Regions from separate parts of the Mus musculus genome. Here region 2 is linked to region 1. The links are chromatin contacts, called in public promoter capture Hi-C maps. All regions are on one chromosome and are shown on one strand. The core of a region is the stretch at or near the end of the contact, and the rest is flanking DNA. Distances in the headings are between cores, read along the strand shown. Region 1 holds the start of Polr1e (polymerase (RNA) I polypeptide E). Region 2 holds the start of Igfbpl1 (insulin-like growth factor binding protein-like 1).

Region 1 (3,147 bases), core at 385-2,884:
GCCCTAAACACTCCCTTAGACCCCAAGCTAGCTCTACTGTATGCCTGTACTACTTGGTGAATTTGAGTCTCTGGAAAGCAGACCGGTCTTAACCCTGGCATCTACCCGGGAGAGACCAGAGATGCTAGTAAGCATCCTGTGGAGCTGGGTGGTGGTGGCACAGGCCTTTAATCCCAGATCCCTGCACTCAGGAGGCAGAGACAGGTAGATCTCTAAGTTCAAGGCCAACCCGAGCTGTACAAAGAAACCTTTGAAAAAACAAGCAAACAAACAAACAAAAAAACCATCACTCTGGGGTCACATTTGATTCACAAGCATCTGTAACCCCAGTTCTAGGGGATCCAATGCCCACTTCTGGCTTCCACTAGCTACACACACATTGTACATAGACAAAAATGAACAACACCCATACACATAAAATAGGGTTGAAGCTGAGCTCTGAACAGTGACCTCCCTAAGAGGTGCAAATCCCATGAAGATGCTTCCTTAGCCTGCGGCATGAGGACATGGTGAACGTTCAATAAGGTCATGTAGGGGGACAACTTATGAAGCCAGGGGTGGGTGGTGCTGCACACCTTTAATCCCAGCACTACGGAGTCAGAGACAGGTGGTGATTCTCTGAGTTCAAAGCCAGCCAGGTCTATATAGTAATTTCCAGGATAGCCAGGGCTACAGGAAGAAACCCTGTCTGGAAAGATAAAGCCCATATAAGTGAAAAGCCCAAAATCTTGCTCCTCAGTGGGGCCAGAGTCTCATTTGCTACTCCTCCTTTCCTCCCCCCCAGGCCAGGTCTCCCATGTCTGCCCACACCAAGAACCTTTTGAGGTCTGCAGAGCCCAGACCATCTGTACCAGCAAGCACTTACCACGATCCGGTGACTCCTCTGCCTGGGGTTTACTAAGTCGGTGCTGTTGTACAAGGTGAAGCGCATGTCGCCCGGATTCTGCAGCTTCCCATTGGAGAACTGGACTGTAAGAGTGTAAGCCAAGAATAAGAGGCGAGGACCAGCAGGGTATGGATGGGGAGACCTGCACTGTGGCTGGACGCCGGTAGTGAAGGCAAGGGAGCTTAAGTCCGACTTTCGGGGGGCGGGGGGGTATGAAGAAAGCCCTGGTCCAGTTCTAAAGAGGGAGATGGAGGAGGGGAGGGGAAGTGACCTCTGGGCAGGGGTTGTGACAAAAGAGAACGACTGAGGAAATGCCATTAACTGGCAAGAGAGGAAACTCTGCTCCGTAGAGGGGGGAAAAGGGCAAATGAGAGAGCTGTGGAGATGTCAGGTCCCTGGGCACTGCCCTGAGACGAGTCCGAAGTGGTGACGATAGATGAATGCGGAGGGAAAAGGTGATGGTGGCAGGGAACCTGTCCCGGCTGCAGGCAGTGGGCTACCGTGGTACCCAGACAGAAGCGGAAAGGATTACGCGGAACTCCGCTCCGGGTCGGCGGTCTTTACCCAGCACAGCTTTCTGCCTGTCGTCGGGCTCTCCACAGTACAGCCACCTTGCACTCTGTAGCGCCTCTGTCTCCGTGTCTCCAGCCTGGTCATCCATCCCAGGAGACTCCAGAGTAGCCATGAGCTCGCCGGTTCACACGCGGACTCAAAAACCGGAAGTGACATTCTAGGCCCCGCCCAGGGTACACCAGCAGTAAGGCCACGCCCCTCACTGGATCGCGTCCCCGCCCACTCTTTGGTTCTTTCCCTTGAGGATCACACCCTCCCCCTTGCAGGAGGATGCAGTAACTCCCCTTTCGTCTCGGACCTCCAGGAGAGCAGCTTCACTTTTGTGTTGTATTGCTCACCGCAGGCTCTAAGCTGTGGGACCAGTCACACCAAAATCTCCAGAACTGTGAACCAAAATAAAAGAAACCGTTCCTCTTTATGAGCTGTCTTCATTTTGTGTTGTTATTGTCGTTTAAGGCCGGCTATCACCATGTGTGTAATCCTGGTTGGTCTGGAACTCATTCTGTGAAACATAATGGCCTCAAATTCACGGAGATTAGACCACCAGCTTTGTCTCACATATTTTGTTAAGGTAATAGAAAAAAACTGACTAATGTAGGGTTTCTCCCTGAGTAATTTCAATGCAGCCACCCAAATAAGAGAGCTAACAGTGATTCAACCATGTAATCTTGTAGTATTCAATTTCCCCAACGGCCTTGATACTGCCTTTTCAGCTAAAAGAGCCTGTCAGAAACCGTGTTGCAGCCTTACACTTGTAATCCCAGCATTTAAGAGCAGGGCTGCCATGAATTTGAGGCAAGTTCAAGTGAGAACTGTCACACATACACACAAATTATACTTTGCTTCTAGCTGTCACAACTCTTTGGTTGGAAGGTTACACTTTCTTTGACTCTACCCAGTGATTTTCTATTGATTCTTTCCAGAAAGGAAAAAAGAATATAAAAGGACTTAGTTAACTAATTAGTCATCCCCCCTTCTGTCAGAATCTTTTCCATACTCAGTTTATTTGAGGTTAGTAATGAATGGTAGAGCCTATTAGAAACATTTCACTTTTTAAATTATTAATTTATTTGGGTCCCAAGAGGGAATGTATGGTAAAGCAAAACTGCTCATCTGGTGGTCAAGGATGAAAGGAGGAAGAAGGGACTGAGGTCTCTGTTCCTTTTGGGCTCAGGTTGTCTTCAAACTCCACTTGTTCTGTGCCTGAGGGTGACTCCCCATCCTCTTGCCAAGTGCTGAGATTACATACACACACCATCACACCCAGCCAGAAAGAAAGTTTATTTCATTTCTTTCACTTCTGCACCTCCAACTCCTGAAAGGTCCTGTAAAAAAAAAAAGTGGGGGGGGGGGGGACCTCAGCAAATGTTGAGTGAGAGGTCTGGAAAAAGCTCAGTGGATAAAGGCACTTGCTACCAAGTTTGATGGTCTTCCTAGGACCCACCTGGTGGAAGAAGAGAGCTTACTCGGTAGCATACATCTGCATGCACACACAAAATAAATCAATGTAAAATAAAATTTAAAAATGAGCGAATGAAGGAAAGGGTAGGTAATAGAGTAGACCAGGTCATCAATCCTTGGAGCCTAACTAAGTCAGGGAGCGCACCTCAGAAATACTAATGTTCTTGCAACAAGTTAGCATAGGGTTTATACATAATAGATACTATGTATATGTTCACTGGCTACAT
Region 2 (3,147 bases), core at 171-2,670, 810 kb before region 1:
ACCCACCATGTTATTATGTCTACTTCCGTATCAATAACCCCGAGTTATAACTTGCTATGTTCATCTGAGCTGCTCTTAACTCCAATTGCCCAGCCTCATGGCCATGTTTTCATGACTCACTTGCCTACCACATGCCATCTCTCTTTTCTGCACCTTCTCCCCTCTCCTCCTTGTGGTTTCTCCTCAGACCCCAAGCCTGGGGAAACCAATCACTCACTGCCCATCTTTCTTCTGCCCAGTTATAGACAATAGGCATCTTTATTCGCCAATCAGGGATAACTTGGTGGGTAAGGTTACATAGCATCACTTGTATACATGCAACCAGGCCCTGGGGTGTGTGTGTGTAGTAGTAGTAGTATTTAGCATTACAATACATAGCAAAAGACCAAACCTCAATATGGGTGTCCTGAGATTTGTGCTCTGGGACCCTGTCCCAACATTCTTAGTAGCCAAAGGTCAGAACACAAGTGGTTAATTTCCATTTGTGTATCTAAATAATATGCAGAGTGTAACAATCAAGACTGGTCCACACAAAGTCCAAAATACATCACTGTATCTAGCCACCTCAAGGCCCTGTCAACTATAAGATGCATGGATTTATGCAGCATTAAGAAATATCCATGAGGCGCTGGAGTCTTGGTGCAGTGCTTAAGAGCACCGGATTCCTCTTCCAGGGGACCTGGGTTCAATTCTTAGCACCCATAAAGCAGTTCACAAGGGAATCTGACACCTTCTTACCAGTGCACTTAAATTAAATGAAAAAAAATTTTGAAAGAGAGAAAGAAAGACCCGTGAGAGCACATAGCCTTTTCACCTGTGCACCCATTGCTTGAAAGAGAGTCGGGTTCCAGAGATGATAAAAGGTGGGAAACTGGAAATTCTGTAAGTAGAAAAGACCAAGTGCAAAATCATACGTGCACTCGGGCAGTGGATGTTTTATATGAGGGGACTGGGCTATGTGCTCACACATGCTTGTACAGGCAGAGAAGATGCCTGAAAACACACCCAAGAACCCAATAGCCAGAGCAGCCACTGGAAATGGGACTGGGGAACTGAGTATTCGATCTGGGAAAGAAATCCATCTATCCATTTATAAAATCTGGCATCTTAAACTAGAGATTCCCTTTCCTAAACAAAACAAGAAAGAGAGCAAAGTAAAATAAGGCGTCCTGGTGGGAAGACTGAGAGTCATTACATTTTAAGGCCGAGACAAGTTGCCGTTTGGACCACGCTGAGTCTCCCCCAGCGCTCAATCGGAGGTGGCAGAGCTGTTCTGGAGACTTCTCTGCAGTTCAGTGAGCCAGTAGGGCCGCGCAGCGCTGGTCCCGGGCCGAGGGGCGCCCCGCGGTGCGGGCCGGGCCAATCAGCGGGCGCGGGGCGGGCGCGGTGGCTTTGCACGCACCGAGCGCTAAGAGGAGCAGAGGCGCTGCTGCCGTCCGTCTGGGAGCCGGCCATGCCGCGTCTGCCGCTGCTGCTCCTGCTCCTGCCATCACTGGCCCGGGGTCTCGGGCTCCGCGACGCGGGTAGACGACACCCCGAGTGCAGCCCGTGCCAGCAGGATCGCTGCCCTGCGCCCTCGCCTTGCCCAGCGCCCTGGATCTCCGCGCGCGACGAGTGCGGCTGCTGCGCGCGCTGCCTGGGCGCCGAGGGCGCGAGTTGCGGGGGACCCGTGGGCTCACGCTGTGGCCCTGGCCTGGTGTGTGCGAGTCGCGCCTCGGGGACGGCGCCCGAGGGCACCGGGCTTTGCGTGTGCGCGCAACGCGGCGCCGTCTGCGGCTCTGACGGCCGCTCCTACTCCAGCATCTGCGCGCTACGTCTGCGCGCCCGACATGCACCCCGCGCGCACCATGGCCACCTGCACAAGGCTCGCGATGGGCCCTGCGAGTTCGGTGAGTGGGGTTTGACCTAGAAAGACCCAGGCAAATGGGAAGAGCGGGACCCCAATGCTCTTGGGTGTGGGACAGAGAATTTCATTGTACAAAAGTGGACAACACAGCCTGGGCCTCAGTTTCCCCTTCAGGAGCAGTGTTTCGCGTCTTTCTACAGCCTGCTTGCTACCTTACCCACTGCGTGCAGACTTCAGCCCTAGAACAAACAGGAATGTGAATGCTTAAGAACCTGTTATTATAGTTACTTGAAAATGGGTCCAGGTGGATAGGTTGAATGGAGGAAGGAAGGTGAGGATTCCCAGAGTGCAGGGGTCCCACACAGGATTCAAGAAGCACCAAGACAGAGCATCAGAATCCTGGCTATCCAGTGAGTCTCAGACCAAGGGCTTCGAGGAGCTTCCAGCCACAAAGGGCAAGACCTTTGGAAACGTGAGCTCTGAAAAGATTGTGGGACCAGAGATGCTGATCCAGTCTAAAGGGCACGTAATCTGAAGGGTCCTGCTTTAAGGAAATCAATAGAAAACTACCAACTGCTAGGGATGTCAAAGGTTAACTGGTTTTTAACACCACATTGTAAGTGCCCCTAGTGCCCTAACTGATCACTGTCCTGTGTCAAAAAAGAAAGAAAGAAAGAAAGAAAGAAAGAAAGAAAGAAAGAAAGAAAGAAAGAAAGAAAGAAAGAAAGAAAGAAAACCCAAAACAGCAGTGTCTATGGATGTCCAGAGAAGCTAGCCTACTTTGCCTGTGTGTGGGGTTTGACTTGGTCAGGAGCTCTGAGAGAACAGTGTTTGTTTCATCTGGATAGGGTAGTGGGGAACTCGGCGTGGTAAGTGTTCCATGTTTCGGGCTTCTGGAGATTTCTGGCCTGAGCTGGGAGAGGATGTCTAAGCCAGATGCCCAAGGTAACACTTCAAGAAAGATACCTGGGGGCTCCTCTTCCAGCTTGCCTCCTCTCCCTCCAAACATCTCATGGACGCGTGCTCACGTCCAGGATTCTGGTGGACCGCTGGCCATGGGGCAGGAAGTCTACTAGACACAGTGAGGGGCTGAAGCAGGCTGGGTGACACGGAAAAGTCACTATGGCTCTTTCCCAGTCCAGGCTCCAGTGGGGGACAGTGCTGGCTGGGGGTACTACTGGGTAGCTCCTGGCTTCTCCAGTGACACTGAGCCAGGTCTATTTCCCTGCCCAGCCACAGCAGCTCCAGGGGAGCCACTGTGGTGCCCACTCTGCTTGGAATGCTGTGTCTGCCCGGTGCAC

What was found. Promoter capture Hi-C pulls out the DNA fragments that hold promoters and counts their contacts.
Region 2: a promoter capture Hi-C map of liver shows a contact between it and region 1, with 5 times the contacts expected there. The contact joins the promoter of Igfbpl1 here to the promoter of Polr1e in region 1. A contact is called at or near these places in 20 of 39 promoter capture datasets (the 3T3-L1 cell line, 3T3-L1-derived adipocytes, the C10 cell line and 13 more), 1 of 15 datasets of contacts at CTCF or cohesin (embryonic stem cells), 6 of 484 Hi-C or Micro-C datasets (all in embryonic stem cells), 17 of 115 datasets of contacts at active chromatin or transcription factors (astrocytes, bone marrow-derived macrophages, embryonic brain and 8 more) and 4 of 9 other capture datasets (adipose tissue, embryonic stem cells, embryonic tail and 1 more).

What each region holds. Positions count from the first base shown.
Region 1 is chr4:45,017,096-45,020,242 of GRCm38.p6, reverse strand. It overlaps Polr1e (polymerase (RNA) I polypeptide E), which reads right to left and starts at 1,634. Exons shown (of 12, transcript NM_022811.3): 1 at 1,451-1,634; 2 at 866-969. The coding sequence starts at 1,571.
Region 2 is chr4:45,825,100-45,828,246 of GRCm38.p6, reverse strand. Igfbpl1 (insulin-like growth factor binding protein-like 1) reads left to right here and starts at 1,420. Exons shown (of 5, transcript NM_018741.2): 1 at 1,420-1,889. The coding sequence starts at 1,454. It also overlaps a transcript of Stra6l not described here.